3 separate regions of the Mus musculus genome follow, and all the other regions are linked to region 3. A link is a contact called in public Hi-C data. All regions are on one chromosome and are shown on one strand. The core of a region is the stretch at or near the end of the contact, and the rest is flanking DNA. Distances in the headings are between cores, read along the strand shown.

What was found. A called contact is a pair of places that touch in the nucleus more often than the background predicts.
Region 1: a Hi-C map of uterus shows a contact between it and region 3, with 4 times the contacts expected there. The contact joins two enhancer-like sites. A contact is called at or near these places in 12 of 484 Hi-C or Micro-C datasets (B cells, the G1E-ER4 cell line, bone marrow-derived dendritic cells and 7 more), 2 of 115 datasets of contacts at active chromatin or transcription factors (cardiomyocytes and embryonic stem cells) and 3 of 9 other capture datasets (adipose tissue, embryonic stem cells and pancreatic islet).
Region 2: a contact with region 3 is called in a Hi-C map of cerebral cortex, with 2.8 times the contacts expected there. The contact joins two enhancer-like sites. A contact is called at or near these places in 1 of 15 datasets of contacts at CTCF or cohesin (large pre-B cells), 1 of 484 Hi-C or Micro-C datasets (cerebral cortex), 3 of 115 datasets of contacts at active chromatin or transcription factors (VIP interneurons, astrocytes and kidney) and 2 of 9 other capture datasets (adipose tissue and pancreatic islet).

Annotation. Positions count from the first base shown.
Region 1 is chr19:56,599,681-56,604,319 of GRCm38.p6, reverse strand. It overlaps a transcript of Nhlrc2 not described here. Among named protein-coding and RNA genes, the nearest start is that of Nhlrc2, 54 kb to the right of the region's middle. Within about 2 kb of position 2,264, at least 41 of the 459 cell types and tissues checked have an H3K27ac peak or open chromatin away from gene starts, as enhancers often do. A contact at or near this core is called in uterus, where this site is marked.
Region 2 is chr19:56,644,743-56,649,780 of GRCm38.p6, reverse strand. No RefSeq gene overlaps it. Among named protein-coding and RNA genes, the nearest start is that of Gm32441, 17 kb to the left of the region's middle. Within about 2 kb of position 1,825, at least 19 of the 459 cell types and tissues checked have an H3K27ac peak or open chromatin away from gene starts, as enhancers often do. A contact at or near this core is called in cerebral cortex, where this site is marked.
Region 3 is chr19:56,421,543-56,426,550 of GRCm38.p6, reverse strand. All of the region lies in intron 2 of Casp7 (caspase 7), which reads right to left. Among named protein-coding and RNA genes, the nearest start is that of Casp7, 27 kb to the right of the region's middle. Within about 2 kb of position 3,345, at least 44 of the 459 cell types and tissues checked have an H3K27ac peak or open chromatin away from gene starts, as enhancers often do. A contact at or near this core is called in cerebral cortex and uterus, where this site is marked.

The sequences.
Region 1 (4,639 bases), core at 1,015-3,514, 180 kb before region 3:
ATCTGTAGCTGGGTCTGATACCCTCTTCTGGTATGTCTGAAGACAGCTACAGTAAACTCATACGCATTAAATAAATAAAATCTTTAAAAATTTTTTCCTACTTATGAGAACAGACTCTTGGACCTGGGTAGAGACCTAACATTCCAGGTGGGCTGCTTCAATCACTCTGACTTCCAGGCCCAGGAAGGTGGCTTACCTTAAGACATGCTGAAGAGTTGGATGGAATCATTAGAGCTTTAATATGATGCTACTACACCTCTTACTTCCCAGAGTCCCTGCCCCTACTGCAGCAGCTTAGGAGCCATAGTCAGAAAAAGGTCCAAGCCTGCATCTGTGTGCTATTTTGAATTGCCCAAGAACAGCTTTTCCTTTTCTTCTCCGTTCTAGGGATGCTTTTCCTATCACTTTCCTCAGCATCTTGGGCTTCCTTGCTTTCTCTACTGCTTCCTCCCCTCCATGTGCGTGCCTTCCATGCGAGCATCCATGGCTTTCTCCTTCTGTCCTCCTCCCTCCTCCAGGCAGCTGCTAAGGCTCACAGCTTGCCCCTTTGAGGTTTCTCTTTAGCCGCTAATAAAGTTGTCCTAATGCTTCCATTTGAATCCATTTCTAAACCCCCAGATAAATGAGACTAAAAACTCCATGAGAGGATCCTAATTTCTGGTCACCCACACAAGCTCAGTGGTTATGTGGTGCAGAGACCCCAAACTCCAAGCTTTATCCACTAAGCCATTTATCCAGCCCCAGCTTACAAGTTTCCAAGTAGTAAAATCAGTGATATACTTAAAATACAGAGAATATTCAAGACAGAAACACAACTTTGGAGAGAAAAATATTTAATCTGTTTCATGGAAAAAAAGTACAAAGCTTTGGAAGAGCTTTAGGTTTGCAAGTACAGTAGGAACACACACGCTTCCCAGACGCTTGGCTCCACGCTCCTCGAGTTAGTGAAGCCGTCAAGCTCTTATCCACCCAATAATGCACTTGAAGAAGCCACTGAAGAGTTTGGTCTAGAAATAAGTGTAAAATACATTGCATAAAAATATATTAATCCATCTACAAACACTTTAAAATGCATAGCAAGGAAATTCTTTCAGGACTAAGCCATGTCTAGAAATACCAGTATCTGAACTTGTATACTGGATTTCCACTGCATTGTTTAGGCATGACATCCTCACAGCAGAGCACCTCTATGCTCACAAATGACATCATTTACCCACACAAGATGGCAACAGTCTCTAACGTGATCATCCATGAAGCATACCTTGAAGGAGTAACAGACTGGTGGAGGTCTTGATTCCTTAAGGCGTGAAGTAATGACAGTAACGGCGTCTCTTACAGAGAGACCTAAAGCTATACCATCAGCCCATGGACAGTGAGGAAGCCCTACTTCAAAGAGAAGCCAATCTGAAGTCAGTCACACGGGGTCCTGTTCTCTGCTGTAGAACACTGAGAAATTACTAGGAATTTTAGAAAAATGATCACTGCAACACGTTCCCCACTTGAGTCCCTGTGGAAGCCCAGCTCCTCAGCAAAGGCTCGACAGGAATACAGCTGTTTCTGTAGCTGAGGGCGGAGGTCACGGGCTGAGTTGGGGCTCTGGCTTAGTTTTTGAGGGTAACTTGCAATGATGACATCACAGGCATGCACCGACAATACATTCCAACCCTGTGCCAACAATTATGTTTCTGGTGGAACTAAAAATAGAGACAAGCAGTCTTTAAAATAGAAGATACCCCAATGGCTACACTAGGAACGTATGTGCTTTCATCCCCACTGGCATCATTTGATTGTTTGATCTTATTTATCTCAACATATTTTCTCATGAAACTAGGTTCAGAATAATAAAAATCCTCTTTAAAGAGTCTGTATCTCAGAGGGCGGAACCTCACCTCCCTTTTGTTTTATTTTGTTTTATTTATTCCATGTGGAAAGCTGAAACTAAGCAACCCAAGAGTTACTAGAGCTTCAGATTTCACTTTCAAACAGCAACACTGCTCACGCCCACGTCTGAGCCAGGCCAGGCACTCTAGTATGTAGGTCCAGTGTTTATTTCTAACCCACAGCTGAGGGCGGCCACAGGTGGAAGTGTACTGGAAAGTCCTTGCGGTTCTTTCCTTGGGTCGGGAGGCTGTCGAGAGCAGTGTCCACAGGCACACAGGAGTGACGTGCAAGGGGAGCAAAGGACACACCACACAATGAGTAACTACACCTAGACGCACATTCCACAAGCGTCTAGGGTTTTAGTTTTCAACTCTGACCTCTGACAATGATTAAACCAAAGCACCACGCCATGGCGAAAGCTATCCTAGCAGAGCCTGCAGGCAGGGCTGTGTCCTATTCTGGGCCAGCCTGTGTGCTCATAGCGGCCACCCGAGAGCCAAGGCGCCAGCCTACACAAGCCGGCACAGGCAGGAGACAAGGCTGATTAGCCACAGAATGCCACCTCGCTTGATTACCAAGCCTCTAACTTTAACGACCATTCTGTCTATTACCCTAACGCAAAGAAACTGGAAAAAGGAAATTCTATTAAGCCAGGTTAAAACAGTGACTCAGGCGAGGGCTCATTCTTCATGTCGGCTTTGAAACACGGGTGGAAAAAGCAATCTTGGTGATTATCACGCAGGTCTGCCTCAAGGTATGTGACTCTGTCACACTGTCATTTCTGACCCATGTAGTGCGCTGCTCACTGAACCATAGTACTGCTTCACGACCACACTACTTCACAATGGACAGACGCTGCACTGGGATGCCCCTAAAAACCACCACTGGCACACGCAGGACATCTTGTCTCACACTGCCACGCTGATTTCAGGAACAACTCCTGAGTCACCAGGGAGCCTGCACAGCAGACCATTAAGGCTGCAGGAAGGCAGAGGACTTTATTCCTCTACACCTCACTTGGTTCACAAAACACACTGTGTCCGATATGGGTAGACGTCTCCAGGCCTGCACCAGCCATGCTCGTTATGGTGGACTGGCTGCTGGGACAGTCCTGTTGAGCTAACTGGGATGTCTACACATACTCCTGCCAAGAAAAAACTGTGGATAGTCACTGAAATTAAGGGCACAGAAAATCCTCTGGGAACCAATGATTATATAGACCATTCCAAGGCCCAGATGATAAGAATCTATGAGAAGTCATGTAAGTTGAATGACTTTAATGAATTTAAATGAATTTTACAAACACGCATTCCCAGGGCTCCTGGAATCCTCTGGACTGATAAGTTACTACATGAAGGAATGAAATATGTGACCTTGCAAGTTTGGGAGACGACAGAGTAGGCAGTGGGGCAGACAGCTGTCCACTTCCTCTGTGTACACTCTTAGTGCTGATGTGACTGTTCAAGGAGGAGGGACTCTATCCTAAGGCTGTTGTGAGGATTGCGTGTGGTCAGCACACAGAAGGGAAACTCCCAGCAGGGAGCGAGAACTCAATGAAGGTAAGCCTCCTTCTGCCCTCGTCTGAAGGCCGGGGGGTAGGTCCCCACTTTCCACACTGTAGGGAGCCTCGGTTAAGCTCTGCTGCTGTCAGCCAGCACCCACATACTAGGTCCTGTTCTAGGCACTGGACGCTACCCCAGGAGCTTCGTACCCAACATGCCGAAGCAGCTTCCTTCTCTGGAACATTCACACCTAGTCTGTAACGTTATTCTCAAGTACTTTGAAGACTGCAGAGGGCACCGCCCCAGGGTGAGAGCACCCACCAGGGCACGCAGGTTATAATCTGAAGATTCTTGTACAAGCTGTTAAGAGTGTGGTGTGTCTCCAGCTATGTCTGGATCCTCTATGGAAAAGCCGTATTCATTAAAGCTCCAGAAGGCCTTTTTAAATACTTCAATACAGTAGAGAGGTGCTTCTTTATAAACAATATTGTTTATGAAATGGTAATACATTCTACCATAAAGTGTTCTTTTTCTTCTCGAGCCCAGATTCTACTGGGACTGCTAACATGTCAAATGGTGGAGAAAGATTTTGCTTTAGAAACTGGAGTTGTAAAAAAAAAAAAAAGTCAAGCCCATGTCTGTGGCCATAAATTATTGTCATTATTAGAACTAAACTGATAAGTAGCAGTTCATAAATTACTCCCTGCTAAATGCCGTGGGAGCATTTTACTGAAGCCTGGCGGCAAGCCCAGGCTTGGTCCAGCAGCCCAGCTCTGCAGGGCAAGACACTGCTAGAGTCTATACTCCTGCCACTATACCATGCTAAACAATAAAACACCGTAATTATCCCTGTCCTCACCAACTACAATTTTAAAGGAAACTGGTAAATGAAAGGACTCTAAATAGACCCCCATCTTTGGTAACAGAAGTGGCTTTAGAAAAATTATTAGTGCTTACAATTCAGATTATTTTAGTATCTTTGAGAAGATTAGATTACTCTCTAAAGTACTGGCCATTGAGTATTCTCAGAGGTAGAATTTCAGTGAGACAGCACGGGCTTGCTCATTTAGAGCTTAGGTGACACGGCCCCTGCACGTGGCTTTATGTTACTGTTCACTACAAAACATAGCTTTTCGTGATTTCATTTTCCTCCTGAGGACTGAACCCAGGGCCTCTGCGCACGGCAAAGAACCATCTTCCAAATGAGTTAACAACTCTGATCTTTGCCAAGCCAGAGGCAAAGGCAGAAGCTGAAG
Region 2 (5,038 bases), core at 576-3,075, 220 kb before region 3:
TAATCCGGTATGAGAGCGCACATATACATGTATGTATAGTGAGTGCACTTCACTTGTGCAACAGATGAGAACAGAAGGAAGAAGAAAAAGGTAACAGACAGACAGAAGACATTCTACAGCTAGAATCAGTTATAAGGACAGCTATGAGTGACAGAGGCCAAAGACAGAGAACAGGAGGCAAGAAAACGGAACACAAGAAGGGAGAGCCGGTCAGGAGCAAGGCCTCCTCAGACCGGTGTATGAAAGGCAGTAGATGCAGAAGCTTGCAGGCGAACAATGCCCGCTTTGTCATTTTTCTGTCTCATTGTCTGCAGTCTGAGACTACCTCCACGGAAGGTGGTTCTGTCCATTTCTATAGCCTCCTTGCCAATCCCAGGGTTTTATTTCCTAACAACTAGCAACAGCCAACAAAGGAAGCCACCTTGTCCTCTGCCTCAACAAGGTAAACAGTGGCTGTCCCCAGTCTGCCCCCCATCCCAGATCACATACAGGTAGGGTAAGGGCCTTGCAGAGAAGCTGGGAGGGTGGGATTGAAGAGAACGGGGTCTGAAAACAAATGGCTGCCAGGCCTAGCACTTACTGCGGAGCAGTGACAGATGAGAGATGATAACACAAGGGGCGTGCCTCTAGCAAGAAGGCTGGGGAGGAAGGACTTAGAATCACTGTGCTTCTTAGAAAGGGGACTTTCTCTGTTGGGTTTGGGTCTCCTTGTAGCAGATGGGGTTACATTAGGCTAGGCCTCTGGTCCCCAAAGTCCTTGAGAGATCCTAGAGGGATCCAGAGTGTCCCTTTAGCACCTGTGTGTGAGGCTGGATGAGGCAGGTCACAATCTCCCCATGGCACCAACCTGGCCTGCCTTGGTTTGAAGATCGTAAAGTCTTTCCCCCTGGGCCCCCCAGTGCTAGCACCTTATGACTGTTTAGAGGTGCTTTTGTTGAGGCCATGAGACAGTTGACAGTGAACTTTGGCAGAGTAGACTCCTTGATTCCTGTGATTTAGGGTCCTCACTGGCTGGCCCCTAGTACCCCAAAATGTTGTGTACCCTTAGATGCTGACTCCTGGAGATTGAGAAGCCCCAGTCACCATGGGCTGACTAAAGTGTGGCAAGGCCTGGTATTCAGTAATGAAGAAGCAGAGAGGATTCTACCACACGAGTCTGTGCTGCTCTGTTTCCCGTAAGTTCTGAAAGAGCAAAGGGAAGCCCGGATGTGATGATCAAGGTTCCCACTATGACAGTGGCCACACCTATACCTTCATTCTGGCTTCATGTTGTTTGCCACAGCATCTCCAATGATCTCGTCCTATCCTAACACGCCACCCACTTTGTCAACAAACAGCCACTGTCTCTCAGATCTTCAAGCACAAGTCATCCCTAAACTCTTAAGCTATTTCAAATGTCACAGCAGGCCGGCCACTGTGTATCCCATGAAGATCGTAAATCAAGCAATCAAACAACAACAACAACAACAATAACAACAGCAGCAACAAAACCTGGACAATCATTAGTCAAGTTTTCTGTGAGCCATTCTCTTTGCTATAGGAGCTGCAGGGCAGGGTAAGGGGCCCCTAACCTCTGGAATGAATGGCTTGGATGAAGGCATTCACAACCAGATCACCCCCACCTCCACCCCCACCCCTCCACACCCTCACCCCCACCACCTACTAAATGACCACAGGCTCCAAAGACAGGTGGACAAATCTGTCAAATAAAAAATAATATATACCAAAAAAAAAAAAAAAAAAACTTCATCCTGTCCCAGCAGACTGTGAAGCAAAAACAGATGCAAACGGCAGAGCTGTAACCCATCCAAGAAGATTCTAAATGTTTAACTGTCTGCCTGGTGCTGATTCTCATCAGAGGGAGTCTCACAATATGGGGTTTTGCAGGCAGCCAGCTCACACATACAGTTATTTTTCTCTGGTTTTTAAAGAAGCGCTATGCGCATGTTTTCATGTCTACTCTCAAGCTGCCTTTTGGTAAATCGTTATTTACCTTAAGTCCCAGACTCCCTTTTCACACTGGAAAGTTCTTTGCTGGAATCATCTCAAAGCCAGGAAACCTCTTCCTAATTGGACTGTAGTTTATTTCTGTCTCTAGAAGCAACCACTTCAGATCACTAGCCTGTGGGTGGTTTGCATACGCGCGTCATGCAGATGTTACACTCTTGCAGAAGATAGCTAGCCACTCTCTCTCACCATGCAGGGCCTTCCTCCCAAGATGATGTGATGTAAGAAGTCAGCCCCACTAAGGGAAGTGGTAGCCAGGTGATGAGTCAGCTCAGAGGCCTCTCTTGCCCCAAATGATGTCATGGCAACCACCTGAGAATGCTCCAGTGGCCTCAGGTCACAACTCAGCTTTATCTGAAAAACCTGCCTTAGCTCCTCCTTTCTTCACCATTATGAAAGGCTGTCTCCCTCACAACTCACATGTCTGGGGATCCTGTCTCAGGCTCTGCTCTGGCCCTGGACTTAAAATAATGTAGAAGAATTTTATTCCAGCAACATGGCTGATCTGGCAAGGGATCACATCCAAAGACCTAGATCTTTGAGATCTGACTGGAATGTAAACACACCACACACCGTTGATCCCTCTCGCTGGAATAGATGTGCCCTTAGTACACATTATTTAAGGTAAAATTGGTTTGTAGAAGAAGGCAGCCATGTTTGAAAGGGTTGTCTAATGAGGGCCAGACAAAGTGACCGATCAGAGAAAGATTTGACAGAATCGGTCAGAGATAGGATATGCCCAACTATGATAGGAACGGCACAGGAAAGAGGCTATTTGAGAATAGCACAGTGAGAGAGAGAGTCAGTCAGTTGGGAGGCAGTGCAAAGGAATTGAGTCTGTGAGTCTGTGCAGTTCAGTGTAGGTTAGCAGAGACCGTTGAAGCCAGAGAATAAGAAGGAGCCAGAAGATTAGAACAGATTGCCAGAGTTCGTTTGAGGCCAAGCAGAGCAATTCCGTGAGAAGCTGAGAGAAGCCAGATTGGATCAGTCAGCTTGGAGAGGAGTTCAAGCCAGAGCAGCTGAGTTGAAACAGCCAGTCAGAGTTTAGAAAGAACTAGAGAGGGGGAGGTTACTTAGCAGTAAGCCTCTGTGATGACAATTACATCAGGCAAAATAGAAGATACTTTTGTAAAACAGTGCAGGAATCCAAGTTGCGATGGTTCTGGAGAGCCTCCAGTCGGAAGGACTTTTAGCTGGCGTCATAGATGGTCCATAGTTGCCCTATGGTAGTCCCTCTTCTTTAGTTCCTTTTAGAGGTTTAGCTTGTCTGGCAGAAGCAAGTCAGAGTGTCTCCACTCAGGCATCAAGCAGGAAGGCAGGTCTTGAGTACACGTGCCTTGACTTCAATGAATGGATTCTTCCTAAGGGGTAATCCCTTACCCGATGACCCATTTTGATCCCTGGAACCAACAACTGAAAGAGAGAACTGACTCCCTAATGTTGTCCTATGACTTACACATACACACCAGGACATGCCTGTGCCTACACTGACACACACACACACACACACACACACACACACACACACACACACCATAACAAATTTTAAAAAAACTGAATAAAGAAGACTCCAAAACAGTATCACTAACTGGGAACAAACTTCAGACACACAAATTTCACATCCAACCCATAAGAGCCTCCATCACTGACAGGCTTGAGGCAGACTTAAGGCTATAGCGCAAGGCAGGGCAGACACGTGAAGGGCCATGCAGATGGGCTGTCCCTTACCAGACCATGACCATAGTCTGAAACTCTCCCTTAGAGATTCAGTGGATGGAACCATGAAGCTGAAACACAATGTGCTTTATTATGCTGTCAGCTGTTAGCACTTTCATGGGAATATTTTTGTTCCAGATCCCGATGTGGCAATTAGTCCATGAAGCACTGGCTAGGGAAGAAAGTTAAGACCAGAATAGAAATGTGGGATCAGGCAGCTGTGCCACGGGCTGGGGTGATGCAAGGAGCCATTAGACAAGGTCTGGCTTCTCCCGGATTGGCCATCTATCTCCTAGTGATGGGGTTCTTATGGCTGGATGCAAAATGTCTCCCACAGGTTCGTATGCTTGAATGTTTTATTTAAACTGTTGTTGTTGTTGTTACTGTGTGGTGGTGTTGGGGTGGAGTGCAAGCAAGCCGCTATGATGTACATGTAGTTGTCAGCAGACAACATTCCGAAGCCTGTTCTTCTGCCCTGAGTTCCAGGAATCAAACTCTAGTGGTCAGACTTGTGCGGTAAGCATGTCTATATGCTGAGCCACTTCTCTGGCCTGAGCTTGTGCAGCCTTCAGGAGGAGATGGGGCCTAGTTGGGAAGCAATGCTTCACTGAGGGGTGGGACATGAAGGTTGTTGGCCCTCCTGGCTTCTGACTTCATGATGGGCGCTATCCCCTGAACCCTTTCTCCCTTAAGTAACCTCTGTCCAATGTTTGGTAGAGTCACGGTGCCAGTAAACCATGGCACGCTCCTGCTTCCCTACATCAGAACGATTCAATGATGGACACACGACAGGAACAGAATATGTTTGTTCTCAGCACAAAGGCACACATCTTATCATCCAACGGAGTGGAAGTACCCAGGATAAACGAATTCACAGAAACAACATCGAACAGTGGTTTCCAGGGGTCTGAGAAGGAATGAGTCATGAACAAGTTCTGTATATCTGTTGCCCAACAGTTGGAATATGTAGTAAATATGATGGAACTGAATATTGAAACACTGGTGGTGGCAAATGTTATATCGTATATATTTTGTTATAATTCTAAATAATTTTAAGTGTGTGTGCTTCAAAGGCAGTTTCCAACCTCTTGTTGAGTACACCCATGGGAGCTGTTTGCTTCTGACTCCCTTGGCAATCCCCCACCCTAAGAGGAAAGTTTTAAAAAATAAAATAAAATAAAATAAATAACTACCCATTTTCAAATTCACCCACGTTCCAAAATTTTGAATATTGATAATTTTTTCCAGAATGGAGTTATTCCCAGCCCCACCCTGACTCCACAGTCCACTCCACTCGCTCTGTTCTGGAAGTCTC
Region 3 (5,008 bases), core at 2,096-4,595:
CAGTCTCCGATTTCAGCATGAGGCCAACTGAGTCATTTTTTTTGAGTTTAAAGAAGAAGAGGAAGAGGAGGAGGGGGGAGAGGAAGAAGAGGAGGAGAAAGATGACAAAGAAAACCCCGCAGGCTATTTCTATAAAAGGGGCTGTATGAAGAAGCTCCAGCAACTGTTACCAGACAACACGGTGGGATCCAAAAGCTATCCTGCCTACTTGATTAGGGAGAGAGAAAGCTCAGAGAGCACAGTGGACTTCTACAATCCACTCTGGGTGCCAGTATAATTTTCTCCATCACTGGAGTAGATAAATACAGGTTTTTATCCTCTTACAGATCCCCTGAGCTGCTCGAAATGTGAATTATCCCTTTCTACATTTGGAAGGGAATATAAGCACACAAACCCGTGCCTATTTATTTTCTGAAGTGTTTCCCTGAATAGGATTCCCAGTAGCCTGTCCTGCAGACATTGCTCAGCACACAGTAAACACATCAGCGGGCACACAGCTCCCTGCTGCTGCTGCTGCTGCTGCGTTTGGAACCGGGCTCTGGCTTTTGTAGCTGCTTTGTCTAAATATTTTGGGGATGGTTCAGTCAGGGTTTGAACATTCCAGCAGAGGGGCTTTCCCACAGTCTTTTCATACCACAGCAAAGGCGGACCAGGGTGCTGGACGGGGAGAGCAGAGAGGGAGGTACCTGGTGTCCCCGTCTGGAAGCAGTCCCCTCTGTAAGACCAGGCTTCCTCCCGAGACCACAGGGAGTGAGTTGCCTTCTTCTCGGTAGTAGTAAAAACTCAACATGGTTGGCGCTCAGCTGGCGACGGGAGGCTGGCACAGAAGGCAGCCCTGAAGGCCCAGGCCTGAATCAGCAGTGAGCTGCCCGCTGGAGTTTTCCATAGGACATTCAGGCTGGGGCTGGGAAGGTCACACTGGCCTCTGGCTTCCCTGCTGACAGGCAGAAATGACCAGCCTCCACACTGAGGCCCCCACATCCCAGGGACAGCTCCCTGTGGACAGAGTGATAAGTACTAGATCCAGAGGGGAAGTGACCACGGGGTCTGTGTTGGAGGACCAGACTTCACACACACACACACACACACACACACACACACACACACACACACACGAAGCCAGAAGGCTATCTTCAAGAACAATGAGCAGCAGGTGGGTGGCCGAATGAACGGTCATCAGCAGAGTGTTCACAGAATAGTGTGGCAGAGCTCTGTGAATGGACTAAGTGAGAATGCTACCCCAAGCATGTTCACACACATGGACAGTTGGTTGACCCCAGTGCCAGGCTTCGAGCAACATTGGTTTGTAAGTGAGCAAAACTAAGACGATTGCTCCTGGGGAATCTGCCAGTCCATCCAGGCTCATGAGGTTGGCTTTCTTCCAAAGGTAGTTAGGCTAGGGTTAGGATGAGCAGACAGGGTTTACAAAGTCCTTTCATCTTCGGGGAAGACCGGTTGCCAGGGGGGTTTTGCATAAAGAAATCACTTTCCAGAAGTGATCACATTTCCCAGTTTCAACCTTCCAAATGCAACTGGGAAAAAAGTGTGCATGAAAGGACCCAAGGCACGGGACGCAAACTGCTTGATGGCTGCCCCAGGGCTCGACGAGTGTTACAGGCACTGAAAGGGGAAGCAGGTGACAGTCAGGTGGTGGCCACAGTGTCCCTGTGGTTACCTGCCATCCTCTACTGTTAACAGAGCTCTTCTCACAGTGTGTGAAGGACAGATGCAGAGAAGCGACGTACATTCCAAGAGTTAAAAGAGAAGAGCAAATTCCTTTCTCCAAACATTAACTAACCTTCCCGTGTCTCTTTCCTTCCTTTCCCCTGACCAAAACAGGAGGCGGAGACAGACCGACAACAATAAAAATCATCAGAAGACTTCAGGAAAAATCATTCAGGGGAGGAAACGGTGCGGAGAATTGTCTTCAAATACCACAGACAGGCAGTGTGGAAGACAGTAATGTGTGTGGATGACTGTAGGACCCAGAAGGGCTCACCATCTCCAGTCCTGAACCGCTCCGTCTGCAGCTGTGAGTGACATTTGATGGATGGTGGATGTATGGGTTGACCTATGGTTGACGAATGGTTGGGCACACTGTGCTCCGAGCTGGGCCTGCAACCTCACCACCGAGGACCTGCTGGGCGACCTCACCTTTGCTGGTGACAACGGGAATAGAGTATTCTTCTTCTTCATACAGAAATGAGTCTGACAAATCACAATCACCTCGTCAGGGGGGGGTCTTCATTCCAGAGGCCATCTCTTCCTCATCAGCTACATTCGAGAAGTAAAAAAGCTGAGTCTCCTTATTAAATTCTCAACCCAGTGCACAGGAAGAATATGAAGAAATGGAGGTTAAGATAACCTTGCGGTTTCCACAGTCTCCCAAATGGTGAGTGAGAGACCGGGCCAGGACGTGAGCAGAGCCTGTCTGAGTCCACCAAACCTCCACTGGCATTTTTGGAAGTCCAATTTGTTGACAAATCTTTATAACTTTAAAATAAAACTGGGACGCAGGCGCCCAGTACGCTAGAGCTCAAGGGGAAGGTTTTTATACTGAAAACTAAATGCTCTGGGTTTAATTTAAAGTTCTGATCTTTTAGGGTGCTCAGTCCCGGCACCTTCTGATCAGCGGTGCCTCTGCCTGCGCAGGAACAGGCTCCAGCATGCTTGATTTAGCACACAGCCCTTGGAAGGGAGGGGTGGGGGGGACAGCTCGGCCTCGTCTTTCTCGTCTATTAATTACAAGCATTGTTCCCTTGGAGCTCCCTTCTTTCCCCCTAAGCGAAGGCAGCAGCCACCTGATCGCTCTTATAATTACACAAGCAACACATTTTTAAATAGGGAGCTGTTTATATATAACACATGCTCGTGGAGAAACCCAGACTACAGGATGGGAAAAAGAATTATAACCAAGTGCCATTTACTAAACACTCCCTAGGGGACGAAGGATGGAAGGGCCACGTGACTCGAGCCTGCAGAAAGGAGTTTATCCGACTCAGAGAGGCAGCCTTTGCTCCTGTCCTCTGCCTCAGATGGGCACGGAGACTCTCAGCCGGGGACGAGGGAGGGCCAGAGAAGCCTAGGGGACTGACAACTGGGTGAAGTCTGTTCACTACTCCGCAGTGTTTCCTTGAATTCTGACCTTGTGTGACGTTCACTTGAGCTTCTGACTTGGCAAGTGACATGTTAGAATGCAGTGTTTTCCGGGGGTGGGCAGACCGCTCTTGGTTTGCACCCCCAGTGACTTCCAGTGTTCACTCCATCAAGACCATTCCATGCCTATCTGGTGGCTTACCCAATTTTCCAGGCAGAACCATTTCATCTTGCCTGCCCTCCAGCGCCCCCTGGCGATGCCCTCAAATTTCTGTTCCTCTTCAGGCTTCCTTCCCCATCCTCTCCAGGCTCCTAGTCCTACGCTCAGCATTTTATACATTTTATTTTCTGAGGATACGCCCAAGCATTCTACAAAAATTTAACTCACGGCCCAGGCAGAGACTGCATGGCTCACAGACAGCTAATGGCCGCTAATGGCCTCCAGCTGCTCAAGGGTCACTGTTGCATTCAGAGAGGGCTCCGTTCAGGACCTTGAGGGCACCGGGCCTTGTGCTATCAACTGTAATTCATATTTAATGGAGACTGCCTTAGTGATTTCTTCTGGAGGGCTTAGGAGTCACGGTTTACGAGTCCTAAACTCTTTGTTATTTTTCCTTTTGTGTTTTTCTGTGTTTCATAAATGCTTTTTAATAATCAGAAAGTTAGAGAGACATTTTAATATATGAACTTTAAGTAAAGGACAGTTTGGAATATTAAAGGCCAGTGGTACCAAAATAGAATAAAACAATGTGGCTCTGCCATCTAGTGGTCACAACACAAAAGGGCAAGAGGACGTGAAGGGCTTAACTCTGGGGACACCAGGCATTTGGGGGGGTGGGGGGGATGAGGTTTCCCAGCACGGGCTCTGAGAACTCTTCCAGCCTTACAGTGGGAGTGAGTGGGTAATTCGGCTCTTTTTTTTTCTTTCTATTTTTCTATTTTATATAATTAATAAAACAGTGCTGGTATAAAAATTCACACAAGCTGCTAGGGTGCATACAAGTTCCAAAACTGTCCCAGATCTGTGGTACATTCAGTTTTGTAAGGGTGCACTCAGATCAGTGTAACAGGCAGACGTGATGTGCTAGCTCATTCCCTTTGGTAAGCCTATGCTTGTTACTCCTCACAGTATCGCTCTGATATACACTTTGTGCAGGGTCTGCGTTTCCTGAGATGTCAAACATTAAGGCTGGATCTACAAGGGGCAAGGACTGCCCACAGCAGTGACAGCCCCTGGGCCCTCAAACCCCCCCCACCCCACTTCAGAATGACCCAGTGACCTCCAACCAGGGGTCTCCAGGTCTCTCTCGATCAGGTAGGAAGCAGTTGCTGGGGGGATGGTAGAAACTGAGGCAATCTCTACAAGAACCCAAATGGCCACACTGTGGTGTGATCAGGCCAAATCCAGTCCCCACTAAGTAGATCCCATTGGTCGGTTGATGATTGCTGCTGATATGAACCCCTCGCCCCCTAACTTAAAAGGAAAGGAAGGTTTGGGGTTCAACACTGAACGGGAAGGGCAGCGAGCACTAACGACACTAGACATTGATTCCCTGACAAACGTTTGCCATCAGACAGACACAGCCACACGAACAAACACTACATTCAAGAGTATCTTGGGTAATTCAGTTCTTAATTAGGGACAGCTGTGGAGTGCTACTGTCTCCTGCCACTATCCTACCTGATGTGAAGCCTTAGATAAGGGATGGATGGGGAGAGAAGGCACCGCTTGTGTAGCTAGGGATATCCTGAGGGGCCAGCCACACTCCCCAGAGCACCCGCACCCAGTGATGATGGGCTTCCAAATTCCCTGAGACTGTAGGGCAGTGGTGGTGCATGCCTTTGATCCCAGCACTCAGGAGGCAGAGGCAGGTGGATTTCTGAATTGGAGGCCAGCCTGGTCTACAAAGTG